5 separate regions of the Mus musculus genome follow, and regions 1, 2, 3 and 5 are each linked to region 4. Evidence: chromatin contacts called from public HiChIP or PLAC-seq data. All regions are on one chromosome and are shown on one strand. Each heading gives the region's core, a stretch centred on a gene start, on an enhancer-like site or on the middle of the called end of the contact. The rest is flanking DNA. Distances are from core to core; before and after follow the strand shown.

The links. HiChIP or PLAC-seq counts read pairs in DNA pulled down with a chosen protein or histone mark.
Region 1: a contact with region 4 is called in a FOXA1 HiChIP or PLAC-seq map of pancreatic cancer cells. The contact joins two enhancer-like sites. A contact is called at or near these places in 9 of 115 datasets of contacts at active chromatin or transcription factors (T-cell acute lymphoblastic leukemia, acute myeloid leukemia, astrocytes and 5 more) and 1 of 9 other capture datasets (embryonic stem cells).
Region 2: a contact with region 4 is called in a FOXA1 HiChIP or PLAC-seq map of pancreatic cancer cells. The contact joins two enhancer-like sites.
Region 3: an HNF4G HiChIP or PLAC-seq map of pancreatic cancer cells shows a contact between it and region 4. The contact joins two enhancer-like sites. A contact is called at or near these places in 4 of 15 datasets of contacts at CTCF or cohesin (the NIH/3T3 cell line, large pre-B cells and stem cell-derived epiblast-like cells), 43 of 484 Hi-C or Micro-C datasets (B cells, the C2C12 cell line, CD4 T cells and 28 more), 19 of 115 datasets of contacts at active chromatin or transcription factors (DN3 thymocytes, the HPC-7 cell line, T-cell acute lymphoblastic leukemia and 10 more) and 1 of 9 other capture datasets (embryonic stem cells).
Region 5: a contact with region 4 is called in an H3K27ac HiChIP or PLAC-seq map of embryonic stem cells, with 4 times the contacts expected there. The contact joins two enhancer-like sites. A contact is called at or near these places in 1 of 15 datasets of contacts at CTCF or cohesin (the NIH/3T3 cell line), 7 of 115 datasets of contacts at active chromatin or transcription factors (the NIH/3T3 cell line, acute myeloid leukemia, embryonic stem cells and 2 more) and 2 of 9 other capture datasets (embryonic stem cells and liver).

Annotation. Positions count from the first base shown.
Region 1 is chr13:109,692,927-109,695,626 of GRCm38.p6, forward strand. All of the region lies in intron 3 of Pde4d (phosphodiesterase 4D, cAMP specific), which reads left to right. Among named protein-coding and RNA genes, the nearest start is that of Mir1904, 210 kb to the right of the region's middle. Within about 2 kb of position 1,360, at least 36 of the 459 cell types and tissues checked have an H3K27ac peak or open chromatin away from gene starts, as enhancers often do. A contact at or near this core is called in pancreatic cancer cells, where this site is marked.
Region 2 is chr13:108,818,670-108,821,369 of GRCm38.p6, forward strand. The region is part of intron 1 of Pde4d (phosphodiesterase 4D, cAMP specific); the gene reads left to right. Among named protein-coding and RNA genes, the nearest start is that of Pde4d, 170 kb to the left of the region's middle. Within about 2 kb of position 1,387, at least 39 of the 459 cell types and tissues checked have an H3K27ac peak or open chromatin away from gene starts, as enhancers often do. A contact at or near this core is called in pancreatic cancer cells, where this site is marked.
Region 3 is chr13:109,501,742-109,504,441 of GRCm38.p6, forward strand. All of the region lies in intron 3 of Pde4d (phosphodiesterase 4D, cAMP specific), which reads left to right. Among named protein-coding and RNA genes, the nearest start is that of Gm32703, 62 kb to the left of the region's middle. Within about 2 kb of position 1,265, at least 32 of the 459 cell types and tissues checked have an H3K27ac peak or open chromatin away from gene starts, as enhancers often do. A contact at or near this core is called in the N1E-115 cell line, pancreatic cancer cells and uterus, where this site is marked.
Region 4 is chr13:109,228,087-109,230,786 of GRCm38.p6, forward strand. All of the region lies in intron 3 of Pde4d (phosphodiesterase 4D, cAMP specific), which reads left to right. Among named protein-coding and RNA genes, the nearest start is that of Mir582, 95 kb to the right of the region's middle. Within about 2 kb of position 1,350, at least 151 of the 459 cell types and tissues checked have an H3K27ac peak or open chromatin away from gene starts, as enhancers often do. A contact at or near this core is called in the N1E-115 cell line, acute myeloid leukemia, embryonic stem cells and 2 more, where this site is marked.
Region 5 is chr13:109,631,184-109,633,883 of GRCm38.p6, forward strand. The region is part of intron 3 of Pde4d (phosphodiesterase 4D, cAMP specific); the gene reads left to right. Among named protein-coding and RNA genes, the nearest start is that of Gm32703, 190 kb to the left of the region's middle. Within about 2 kb of position 1,443, at least 128 of the 459 cell types and tissues checked have an H3K27ac peak or open chromatin away from gene starts, as enhancers often do. A contact at or near this core is called in acute myeloid leukemia, embryonic stem cells and pancreatic cancer cells, where this site is marked.

The DNA.
Region 1 (2,700 bases), core at 110-2,609, 460 kb after region 4:
AGACTTGTTCTCTGACCTCCATATGCATACTATAGCGTTCACAATCACACACACCCTAAATAAACAAATGTAAACGAAAAAATAATCTCTCTCTTCAGGGATAAGGGATTCTGGGAAGGACTGAGACCTCATGTGACCACAAAAGATAAGGATCTATGATGAACAGCAGTTAAATGTTAATAACTGAGGCAGTGCCTGAGATATGCCTCTGGTGTCCAAGTAAGTGCCTCTCTGTGCAGTCTGGTTTGGCATGAACTAGGAAGTGTTCCGAAAGAATAAAGATTAGGGAGAACTGCTGGACTTGTGGGTACAATTTCTTAGCACAGCAGGGGAAACATAAATTCTAAGTAGTTTATAGTGATTGGTCTCCTAGGAGCATCGAGGCTACCGGGGGAGGCTGTGAATGTGAGAAGGAACCCAGAGGTTAAGCTGTTCTTTAGAATAAAAAAGTACCAAAATACAAGGGGAAGATGTCAGTGGAAGAGCTGGGAAAGGATGACCAAAGATTAGGAAGCGTTCCAGAGAGGCCCCATCTAGATCAGAAACCGCCTTCTACCCTCCTGGCAGCCTATTCTGTTTAATCACACTGCTGACACGGGAGTGCTTGCGTTAGAAGTCACAACACACACACACACACACACACACACACACAGACACACACACAGACACAGACACACACAGACACAGACACACACAGACACAGACACACACAGTAAAAGTCATCGTGTGTCTCTATTCCACTTGAGAGAATACAAGAAATTAGAAGACAGGTGGAACATACACACACACATCATACACAGACACATACACACAGACAAACAGACAGACAGACAGACAGACACACACACACAGAGTAAAAGTCATCCTGTGTCTCTATTCCACTTGAGAGAGTACAAGAAATTAGAAGACAGGTGGAACACACACACACACACACACACACACACACACACACACGGGTGGTGTGCGCTCACACACACTCCTGATGGTTTAGTTTGGTTGGTTGTCAAGTTGCTTTGTTGACTTTTCTTTTCTTAGATAAGATCTCACTGTGTAATTTAGGCTGTCCTTGAATTGTTATATAGCCCAGTCTGGCCTCAAAATCACATCCTTTTTCCTCATTCTTCTTCCACTCTTGTATCCTAGTCCTGGTGTTTTTAACCCACAAGACTAGAAACCTTTGTTTATACCTAATTCTAGTCTCCTAGTTTAAATATTAACCCATCACCCCTGGTTATCAGTGGGTATGAAAACAGATAAGTAACGTCTCTTTGCTGGCATTTGAAAGTTGGTGTTCCTAGCCTCTTTTCATTCTGTAGTTTAAAATATTCCTTCCAAACTGTAAATGACACCAATGTGACTCATTAAATGTCTCATTAGATGTAGTTTCTGTACATGATTGTTTTCAGACCTCCTAGATAAGACTGCCCCCATTGTACCTAATTTTTCCTCCAGTTTAAAATATATCGCCGATGAGTCATTCAGCTCTGTGTAATTAATTTATGAGAAACATTCATGCATATGTAGAATCCAGAAGATTATAATTTCAAGTATCCATGATGTCACCCCACTACAATGTGGCACAGGACTTATTCTTCTGTGTCAAGGAATTAACATAATACCATTTTACTTAGAATAATTCACTGTAAAATCTGTCATCTTGCAGCCAGTGGTATTCTTACATGTCATAAGCCTCTACTGCTGTGACTGTTTTTGTTTTTTTTTTTGTTTTTTTTGTTTTTTTGTTTTTTTTTCTGCTGCTGCTGCAACTTTGTCTCCAAATGTAAGGGACCTGATCTATGGCTGCATCACCAGCCAGCTAGGGACAGTGGTCCCTAAATCCACTAGAGCAGTTGAATAGGACCAAATAAGGATGATAGCCACAGTAGACTGAACATCCGCTCAGTTGGCTCAGCCGGCTTGTCAGGCATTGGACTTGGTCTCATCACAGCAACCATACTGGGTACAATTGAAGCTGCAGAGCTAGAAAAATCACGCAGCTACAGGAAAACCCTGGTCTGTCTACAGCTAACCTTTCCCCGTGGCTTTGGCTATTGGATGTGATGGTCTGTTTTCCCTCACTATCTACACTTCAGTTATATCTGGTTTTCCTTGGAGATATTAACAAAAAGTGGCCAGCAACATGTTACTTAGCCTTCTTTTTCGGTCCTCCACAGTTCAAGCATATGAAAACATGTTTCCCTTTTCTGCTTATTTAATAGTCTTCCTCCCCACCCCCGCAAATTTTGCATCCAGTCCTTCAACCGTGGACCCTAGAGATGTGTAAGAAATAAAGAGTGGACTTTGATATAGCTCCATCGCTTAGAGAGCTAGCTAGTTCCTCCTGAGTCACTCAGCTCATTGACCCTCCTGCTCTGGTCAGACTATAAATTGCACTGTTTTCTTCCTTTCTGGCACTGGGCCAATTTGGAGAACCATAAACTCTTTTTAAATAAATGGGACCACAGAACAGAACCTATAATCTATTTCTCCACACCCCTAGTTTCGGCTAGCCGCTGTCAACGTTTTGTTAGTCTTTAACATTTCTGGTCAAGTAAGATCAAGAATAGCTGTTGGAACCAATAGCAAGGCTTACATAGTAAATGAATTTGTTGGATAAAAGCATTTAAACTCTAAAACGTGCTTTTGAAGTGAAATAGGCATTTGAGAACTAGTCTACTTCAGCACATAAATGTATGAAGC
Region 2 (2,700 bases), core at 137-2,636, 410 kb before region 4:
GGAGCCGCAAGTGAGAAAATGTCTTCAAAAGATACGGCTGTCGGAAAGCCTGTAGGGCATTTTCATAATTAGTGATTGATGGGAGAGGGCCCAGCTCATTGGGGGTGGTGCTTTCCCTGGACTCATGGTCATGGGTTCTATAAGAAACTCATGAACAAGCCGTAAGGAGCAAGGCAACAAGCAGTACTCCTCTGTGGCCCCCACATTAGCTCCTGTCTCCAGGTTCCTGCCCTGCTTGAATTTCTGTTTTGACTTTCTTTGACAATAAAGTGTGATGTGGAAGTGTAAACTGAATAAACCCTTTCCTCCCCAAGCTGCTTTCGGTTATAGTGCTTCATCACAGCAATAGTAACCCTAACTAACTAACTAACTAAGACACTACTAACACAATATTTACCTTGTCATCTTCTTGAGAAACCTCTTTCTCCTAGGCATGGCATTAAATGTGATAGTTATCTATATTATACTGAAAATATATATTATTGTTGTATTATTAAATGTATGGTTGTGAAATCTACTTAATCCATTAAAGATCTTTGTTCACTCGAAATGTGTCTATTAATTAAAACACAGCTAGTTGCAAGTCACAGAAACCTAAGCCATCCCCTTTAAAAAAGAGAAATATGGAATATGAGTAGATCAGATCTGATAAATTTTTGTGTCTCTTAGGCTTCAGGCTTGGAAGATAGTCAAGGAAAACCTCACTAGGCCCAGGCTCCCACTGGCTATCATACCATGGAGAAAGGTTGGAGGTTCTTCTTGGTATTCTAGCAAATTCTTAATGATGCTACGTTGAGCTGTACATTAATGTTGCTGCTTTGAGCTGTAAGAAGAGCACATTGAAAGAACTAAATAACAGAAATATCCCTTAAAACTTGGGAATAAAATTATTTGGGGGGGGGGCATCGTATTTTAACCGACTAGCAATATTTACGACTGAAACACACTTATTTCCCTTTCAAATAGAATCTCCAATGCAAAAGCAATTCTAAGGGCTCCTCAGTTCACTTTTGTAATTAAAATTTGTTGAGAGGTATGTTGAAGGGTAGATCTATATATTGAATCGATTTCTTTGAAGCCATACAACTTGTAGAAAGAAAGTATAAAATTTTTTCCCATTTACTTGCCTTTTCTGTTCTTGCGCATTGCAAGTAATCTTAACCTTTGCTCCAAGGCTCCCCATATGGTCAGCCTAATGGGATTTTCTGTTTTCCCCGTTTGTTTTCCTTTGCTTTGTGTGTTCTTATTGTGCACATATCAGGAATCAGATGCCCCTTAACAGCACTTCCAACCGCGATGAAAAAGGCTAATGTTGAATGCTGCCATCTCTAGCCCCAGTCACCAGATGAGTCAGACGCTCTGCAAAGGGCTGAATCATAGGACTTCCCTTCCTTCAGTCACGACCAAAGCATTGCGGTTGCCCTACCCTGAAATTAAAATCTAGGGGCAAGAATGGTTTCATTTGTAAAAATGTCAGGTCAATATTGACATATAATAAATCATGCTGAGAGTAGCAGGTCCTACAGTGACAGCTGCATCAAGAAATGACTTTGTGTGCTCACACATCTTGGAGTGAGCATTAGTTCCTATGCTGAAGTCTTTGGGGGCTTACATGCCTTCTTTTAAATCAGATCTCCTTTAGAATGGCCCCTGTGCCCCTTGAGTCTTTCTCCCTCCCTCCACCTGCCCTCTGTATTAGCATTACTGTTGGGTAATCTTTTTTCCATGAAGCTAGGAAAAGCACTTCCACTGGAAACCAGGTCTACATATTATTTGCTTACAGTTGGTAGCCCTCCAAACAGCAGACCCTTTTACTGAGTAGTAGTCACCTCTTTGCTTATAGCTGGTTGCCCTGCAAATAACAGACTCTTTAAGTGAGTAGTAGCCCCTTTGCTTACAGTTGGTAGGTAGCCTTCAGAAAAGAACAGAGGCTTTGACTGTTTTAGCAGCTCCACTTATAAACCTCAGCAAAGAAACTGATTGATCGCTCCTGGGTCATGTGCCCTTCACTGTGCTAACTGGTGGCAGGTTGTTCAGACAGTGCTCTAATTCACCAAGCCTGTGCTATACTCTCTCCTCAGCTGGTAGCAGGCAGTATATTTAGCCGTATCAAAAACATGGAAAGGATTTTTAATGCTGCTTATAGTGAGGCTATATAAAAGGTAAGGAAAAAAATTGGGACATGGGGAAAAGAGAAACCTTTGATGCTGGAAACCTAGGAAGAGGGCAAGATCCTTGGGGCAGTGAATACTGAGGCTTCTTGCCAGCAGGTAAGGAAAAATTCCCCCATAATCAACAGCTGCCTAAGGCCTCTTGCCCTTCCCAGAAATAAACCCGGAATTGCTTAGGAGTTTCACGTGAAACCCCATTTACAGGAAAAGGCATTGTATTAAGCCCAGTGTACAATCCTAGTGGCTTCTTTGACTTTATCAGATTATAATTCTGTCCAAGGCATTTGCAGAGTTACCAACATGGTACATACAGCTAGGGCTAAGATAAGTAATTGTGACTCTTCTTTAAGATGTCCAGATCCACACAGATAGGCAACTCTATCAGAGATTGCTCACTTGTTCTTGGGGGTATCTTCATCCAGAATGACCCCCTTTCTTTTTTCCCCCCTCCTTAACTCTGACGCTAAGCCTACATGAAAATATTTTTAATAAAATCTCCAGCATACTCTGTTTCGTACGCTAGTAATCT
Region 3 (2,700 bases), core at 15-2,514, 270 kb after region 4:
ACTGTAGTTTGTGATGCAGCGAGTTCTGTTTCCTTCTTTAGACAGCACTTAAGTGGTGTTGTGAGAAACGGCTTTCTCTTCAAAGTGGGGAGAAGTCAGTTGTTCTGGAGCCCAAATTAGCCCAAGTTCCGAGTTAAAATGTGGCAACAATTTTATTAGGATTTTATAGTAATGGAACAAAGAAAGCCTTAAATCAGGACACTTTAAATACATTGGTGGAAACATCAGGTTAGGTGGTGGCTTACAGCACAGTCAGGGAGACCTCTGTGACAGATCTAATGACCGTCTTAGCATTTGGTCTCATGGAAGCTCGTCTATGAATACATTCAAAGCTTTCACCTAATGGTCGGCAGGTGTTAGGTAAGAAGGATGTGGCCGAGGAGCTGCTATTACAGGGCCTTAAATGCAGCCCTGAATGCACTGTCCTTCCACAAATGTTAAAGTTGTGTTCAGTTGATCAGCCTTGTAAGCAAGTCGATGCAAGCTGTGGCTTCTTTCTGGGAAATACAAATGTTTGTGACTCTAAGCTTGTTCTTTATAAAAGGAAGCATATATCAATATTCAAAATGCCAGCTCATTGAAGTGGATACGCAGGGTTGGTGGGGAGGTGGGGGGAGGAAAGAGTTCCTCTGGCCAAGTCCCTGACTTAACATTTCTAAAGCCAATTACCCAATTTATATATTTTACTTTTAGGGCTGATTTAATTATCAGCTCTTCAGCCAGGGACGGAGGAAAGGCTCCTGACAGATGTTCTGTTTTAAGGCCAAAAAGTTTCTTTAAACGATCATTCCTAGGAACCTTGGAAAGTCAATGTTGTCCTACCCCTAACTGTTTCTGTCCTGGGGGTCGTGGGGGGGAATCCCTACACAAGCTGACTAAAATCAACCCCCTGTAATAGTAGAACCCCCATCTGTACCATGAGGAAGTTCCCTGGCCCAAGGCTGTGGGACCCACAGGTATTTCAAGATCATCCTGAGGACGGTAAATATGATATGTAAGAAGCTAAAGCCCCAACACATGATAACATGTGTAAAGTAAGAATTGCTTTCAACTTTTTCTGCCTCTCTTAACAAGCATATGGTTTCTTTAAAGTACAGCTTCAGTACACTAAGGGTTACTCTGGTGACCCAAATAATTTAGTTAATGTTCAGCTTAAACATCTGACACATACCCAGAAGTCACCTGGCACTGGGAGATCGCCCTTCCCAGCTATGGGGTTATCATGTCTGTAAAGCAGTTCGCGGTGGAGCTGTTTGTGTGTGGCTAGCAACAGTCTCTAAGTCTCGAGTTTATGGGAGAACAAAGTGCACTCTGACGCCATGGCTTACATACAAGTGTTTACCGTGAGTCACAATGCTCGCTTGAAGTCTGCCCCTCAAATAAACATGCCTTAAGGTTAATTTCCTCACATTTCTTCATAATCTGAGTTCATGAACAAATGGAGTTATTATTATCACGTATGTGATAGCCATTCAATGGATTGATTCTTTTGCCTCTTGAGACAATGTCTTACCCTGTAGCACAGGCTAGCCCTGGATACATAGCAATGATTCACCTTCTCTCTCAGCCTTCTGCATTCTGGAACCACACTCAGGAGCCACAGTTTCTGATTTGTTTGTTTGTTTGTTTTCTTTACAAAACTGAACTGATCATCATGTTTATTTTATTTGACTTCTATTTGCAACATATTACATCTTGAAGTTTGTGAATTTGGGAGATCATGCAGTACTCAGGATCTTCTGAAGCCGAGTTTCCATTTCTTTTCATCTCAATGAAGGCTAGTTCCTAACTCAGTACTCTGTTTCATTCAAGATGCTCCTTATCTGGAATATAAATTAATGTTAAAACCTTTTTATCTTCTCAATTCACAACAGCTACCACCTTCATTTCTTAGCACTCATCAATAGTCAACAAAGTTTGACTGGCTAGCAAATACCTAAGACCTTAAAATCACTTACATTGTATATAATTGGGGGAAGGCATGTGCATCAAGTTTTTCTGCAGCAAAGAAATGGTAATGCCACAGGATCCAATATAAGTATACACTTATGGTCTTTCCACGCACACCCACCTATAAGCACACTTGTATATAGGTATACAAACACCATAGTCACACACAAGTAAAAGTATATGTGAAGTAAAACTATAGAAGTATAACTGTCCAGGTGGAAGGATGACGTATTAGGGATGGCACTGGGACAGGTAACTCTTCCAGAATTAACCTGGAAGTTAAGTGATTTGGGATGTTTGGTGTATGAAAGCTGAGTCCAGAAAAAAAGAGAGAGGGAGAGAGGGAGAGAGAGAGGGAGAGAGGGAAAGAGAGGGAGAGAGGGAGAGAGAGAAAGGATATAGAGTTGAGTGCTTACCCATGCACAGCAGCACCAGGGCTCTTCTGTTTAGCTAGTGGAGAACTCAGAGTAAGGTGACTTGTGTTGATACTTGAAGCCGTTAGTAGCCTGGACTCTAAATGAAGGCTAGAGAAATAGTAACTTAGATTAGTAAACAAATACAGTAACACAATAATTATTTAGTGTTGTGAACCTGGATTGAAAACAAAACAACACTTTCTGCTAAATACAGAGGGGGGAAAAAAACCTATTGACTATTGTCTACCTCCTGTCTCCTCACTTTACTAGGCTTGGGGTTTCTCTCTTATCAAGACGAGATCTGTCTGGTTTTATTTAGACTCGATGAGCCAGG
Region 4 (2,700 bases), core at 100-2,599:
TGTGTTGCTTTGGCCTGTCACAGAAGCTGTTAGCTTCTGTAGTCCACACTCTCACCTGTGCAGACTACTTTTGGTGGAGTCCCGGATCCAAGATGGCTCCCGCCGATGCTGAGACAAAGTTCTCCCGGGCCAGGCAGACACCTGTCCTCTGGCCGGGAAGGTGGCCAGATGTCTGGAGCCGAAAAGGGGACTGCCTCAGAAGCTCTGTGGCTCCTGCCTGTCCCAGAAGCTGTTAGCTTCTGTAGTGCACACTCTCACCTGTGCAGACTACTTTCGGCGGAGTCCCGGATCCAAGATGGCTCCCGATGATACCCATCTAATGACTTCTTTTGTGATTGGGTTACCTCATTCAGGATGATATCCTCCAGATACATCCATTTGTCCAAGAATTTCATAAATTCATTGTTTTTAATAGCTGAGTAATACTCCATCATCCTTAGTGAGGTAACCCAATCACAAAAGAAGTCATTAGAGGTCCCCCCCTTTTTAAAGCTGTCTGTTCCCAGCTTTGACTGTGTCATAGAACTTGCTGTGGGTAGGATGCTGAAGCACGTAGCTGAGATCAATGAAGGGGTCACTGATGGCAACAATATCTATTTTGTCAGAATTGAAAGCACCCTGGAGACCAGGCACCTAATCTGACTAAATCTTCTCACTCTAACCTTCACCATCCTGTCTCATGGGTGAGGCTGGCATTTCAGGAGACGAAGCAGCTGTCTCTGGTAATGGGGAGAACTGGAGAACCTAAGACTTCACTTTAGGGTTAAGTTAATAGTTGAAGCTCAAACAGGCAGAGTTCATGAATCCAGGTAGTCATTCAGACTCTGGGGCTATTGGAGTCGGTGCTTCTGGGAGTCTGTGAATCGGTAGTCCAGGGAAAATCAGGGGGGAGTCAACAACCGAATAGAGAGAGTCATAATTCTCCATTTACATTACTGAATACATATATAACAATACAACTCATATTTATTGTATTTCTGTCCTTTCCATACAGGGTGTTTTAGATTGCAACAATATTGTATTGTAAGTAGATTCCTACACTAGTGTTATAAACAGATTGATGAAGACAACACTGTGGGCCTGCATCTGAGCCGTCTTGTGACCTAGTATGGGCTTTCAACTAGATTCTAATAATAAAAAACACTTACCACATATTTAGGTATCTCTAAGCGATTGTTTCCCTTGATACAAAGTGGAGAACACTAATACAGGTTTTCATGAATTGTTGGCCTTCTTTGTTAATTCATGTAGTTCTTCGAAATGGCCACTAGATGGTAGTCTTTAGTTAGTATTGTCACCTCTGCTCCATGATAGGAGCTTTGATTCTAACCAGAAACATTTTGTGTGTTCCTGACGCCCTTTTCCTCAGATGGGTGAGGCAAAGGGCAAGGACTCCGTGTGGTTCAAGAGTCTTCAGTCTTGAATCCTTAAATTTTCTTCTTCGTAGACCTTACTTTCGGATACTATTTATTGAACAATTTTATTTGTCTCCACTGTACCTTTAAGTGATGACTCTTTGAAGAGGGTTGAGGTCTGTACTTACAAGGGTCAAAAAGATAAGAGTACAAGGATAATATGTCAGGCGAAGAACAGGGACGATGAGCTTCGGGATCTGCTGTCACCCCAAGTAAATCCCAGAATTCCCCCGAGCTCTGCAATCATTCACCATCTTAGCTAGAGTTGCCGGACATTGATGCACCGTTGCCAAATACATGTGTGGTCTCTCTGGACAATCGGAAAAAAAAAAAAAGTTTTTCCTCTTCTGTGCTGAAGCCTTGTGATTTTTTTTCCCCCTAGCAAAACCAAACCCAGTGAGCGGCAGTTAACCCGCACTGGCTGTTTGCGCACTGTGTTCCAAGGGCTCTCTCTATTTGTCATGAGTCATCCAATTAACGTCAACTGTAATTATTTCCTCTTCATTTTCCCTTTCCACTGTTGAGTCTCCCGAAGTCACCAATTTCCTTAACTAATTTTAATATCGAAACCTGCATTTCAGGTTCTCCTACTTCACACAACCAAGAAAAAAAAGAAAAAAAGGAATGAGATGCCCTTTTCGATTTTACCCTGAGGTAGAGCAAATCCTTTGACACATTCTGAGAATTCTTCCTGTTCAGTTTTATCATCTGTCCGTACTTCCTTGAAGTTCACTTATGGCTGAACACACGTATTTGCATACGGACTCTCATAAAGTCATTTTCAGTAACTCTGCAATTGATAACTCTCCCAGATAGACACATAGTCCAGAGTTACCTGTTGATCTGTTTCGCTGCCTAAAAGGAGGAGGGCAGCAGTGGAGACAGGACGGACTCACCTGGGGGTAAATGTGAACTTTGGGGCCTTGAACAACAACAGGAAGCTTGGTTTCTGGCTGCTACCACATTAAAACTAGTTGAGGTTTTTATTGTTTGTGGGCTGTGGAAATTTTATTTCCTGGCGTCTAGTAACAGTTGGCGAAGATCCCCATTACCCTCACTGTGAGAAGAAGCCCCATGGTCACTCCACAGCTATTGAGAGCTGCTACACCCCCTCCTGCCCCACCCTGCCCTGCCCTGCCCTGCCCCACCCCAACCCCCCTTCCGCCGCCCAGAGACACAGCTGCCTCCTGACCACCGGAGGCTCCAGTTGGTTTAAGCAAGATTAGTTCAGCTTTGCTTAGCGAAGGGTCACTGTCTAGATCTGTCTTTTCCACACCAGAGAATC
Region 5 (2,700 bases), core at 193-2,692, 400 kb after region 4:
CAGCGTTATTAATCTGCCAGACAGCCACCACTCACCTACTGAGTATGTGAGTCAGATAACGAAAGAACACAACTGGCAAAAACCTTCTGTATTGCACATCTCCAAAGCATGTAGCTTTTTCAGAAACCCCTCCCCTCACTGTGCCCGATGCTCAGCTTGTTTAACATTTTAATGCCCCCCCAAATCACGAGAGCATGGGGGGGGAGGGGCTGGAGAGATGGCTCAGCAGTTAAGAGCACTGAACACTGACTGCTCTTCCAGAGGTTCTGAGTTCAAATCCCAGCAAACACGTGGTGGCTTACAACCATCTAGAATGAGATCTGATGCCCTTTCTGGTGTGTCTGAAGAGAGTGACATTGTACTCACATACATAAAATAAATAAATCTTAAGCCTAGTGAGGCTGGGATCGGAGCCAGGAAAAAAAAAAAAAAAAGAATGTTAAGGGTCTTTAACCCTGGTAGGCATGGAGATGGTCCCTTAGGGCGATTAGTCAATTTTGTCCAGTTCAGAGGGGGTTAACATCTTTTTTAGGGTTTCTCCAAGCTTCTCTAATCTTATCCTGGATGTGTAGAGCCCTGCCTTGGTTTACAATGGAGGTCACAAGCAGGCCAGTGCTTGGGCAGGGAGTGATGGAATTAGGCTGTGTTGTCAGCATTAAATACCACTGACTCCTGAGAAGTGATGACGACACCAGGGTGCCTTGAGTCCTTGAGGACACCTTGAAATATATGTCTCCCTGCCGCGCGCGCTGAACTCTGAGACCACACAACTGAGCTCTGTGGATCTCTCAGCCTTTATGTGACTTGAAAGAAGGACGTTTTAAGGGATCTGTTCAAGAGCGAAGAACGGGACAAGACATTGATCTCTGCTGTCAAAGTCACTCCTTATAACTCACTCTGCAAGGTGACACAGTGACATCCCTTTGAGGGAAAGGTTGCCAGGAGTTCTGAAAGTGATCTGCCTGTTTTCATCTCACACTGACTGGCAGGGAGGAGAGGGGTTTTTTTTGTTTGTTTTGTTTTGTTTTTAACAATTACTAAGTTTTTTTTTTACAAGGTTTTCTAATAACGACATTCATACATGTATCTAAGAGAATTTAGAATAAGAAAAAATTATTTGGATAGCCAGAGTTGAAATTTAATACTCCTGTCAAGTTTCCCAGTCCTGGGTCCATGTGTAATTTTCCCTTTCACTACAGGTCACTACTGTTTAACATTCACACTAAGAGTAAGTTGACCCATTGAACCACACCTCCCAGTCTGTGCATCTGCATGTCTGTGGGGGGTGGGGTGGGGGCTATGCTTTTCAGGAGTGGCATGTGGCCCTGCTGTTTAAGCTGGGCTATATTTAAAAGCAGTTTCAAGGGAGTTGTTTCTCACACTAACAAGAGACTGTCTAGGTGAAGCAAGCGCTGTCGCAAAGGGCAAGTGTCACGCAGCAGGAAGTGCTGGCCACCCTTTCCAGCCCTGCCTCAGCCAGCCTGCCACCTCTCTGTCAGCACATACCACCACACTGAAGAAATGCCCTCATTCAGCCACAAGTGCCTCTTGCAGCCTGAAGGGCCTTCCCGCCCCAGGGTCCAGTATCTGCTCTGACATTCTGCTGTTCCTGTGGATCTCTTAGCACTCTCTTTACAAATGGCTTTTGTCTGGGATCCCCTGGGAGTCGCAGTGCCAGGACCATCTCCAAGAACTAGAACAAGATTGCGTTTCTCAAAGTCCTACAGGTATGGCAATTTCCTTTTGGTAGCAAGGGAGGCCTTTTTATCTGCTGTAGGTCCCTTACAAGTAAAACTTTGAGGGAATCTCCTTCATTCACATGGTTGGGTTAATGTCCGGCTCAGCTCCTGGGCTATTGTAAGCATTTGAAATAGTCCTGGGTTTGTGGGGACCTCCTGAGGTCGCAGGAAGTTGCCCAACTCTCAGAGCCCATTCTGAGAGTTGAAAGGTAAACTTGACAAAGCTTGTCAGTTAGTTACAGTTCTGGGATTGGGGGGTGGGGTGTGTGGGGGGTGGATGTATTCATTTGCCTAATCAATTCCTGTCTTGGAAAACAAGCTTGCTAAACTGTAAGCTAAGTCTTTTAACTACTCAGAACAGCTGCTGATTTAATTCGCCCAGCAAACAATAGCAAACTACAGGGCTGTTATTCACAGGGCAAAACCCACATTGCAAAGCTGAAGCTAACTCCGTGACCCACTGGGTGACTCACTTTAAAGTTTGTCTCAAAGAATGAGATACCGTAATTTCGAAGTTAAGGTGTAAGGCGTATTGCATTTCTAGTGAGTTCTCTGGAAGTCACATAACAACTCTCAACCACATGCCTACTACATATTGTCAACTTTGTTTCACAGCAAAGGCTAGTTAATGTTAACCAAATACCTGGCTGTACTGCTGCTGGGAGCTGATGCAGCCACAGTAAATAAAAGGGAAATGGTTTGCATAATCTTAAGAATGGGTCTTTGTTATTTAGGTCAGCTACCAACAAAGTTAGAAACTTATACAGAAATACACACTATTTTGTTTTTGTTTTTAGTTAAATTACGTTCTATGTTGTCTACAGAGAAAACATTTTAAATTTGGATTAAAACATTAATGATTTTATTTGTTGAAAACCAGAGAGAAAACTTTCACCCTAGATTTTTTTTTTAATGAAAACAGCTAGCGTCCGTCATGATGGTATTAATTTATTAAGACATT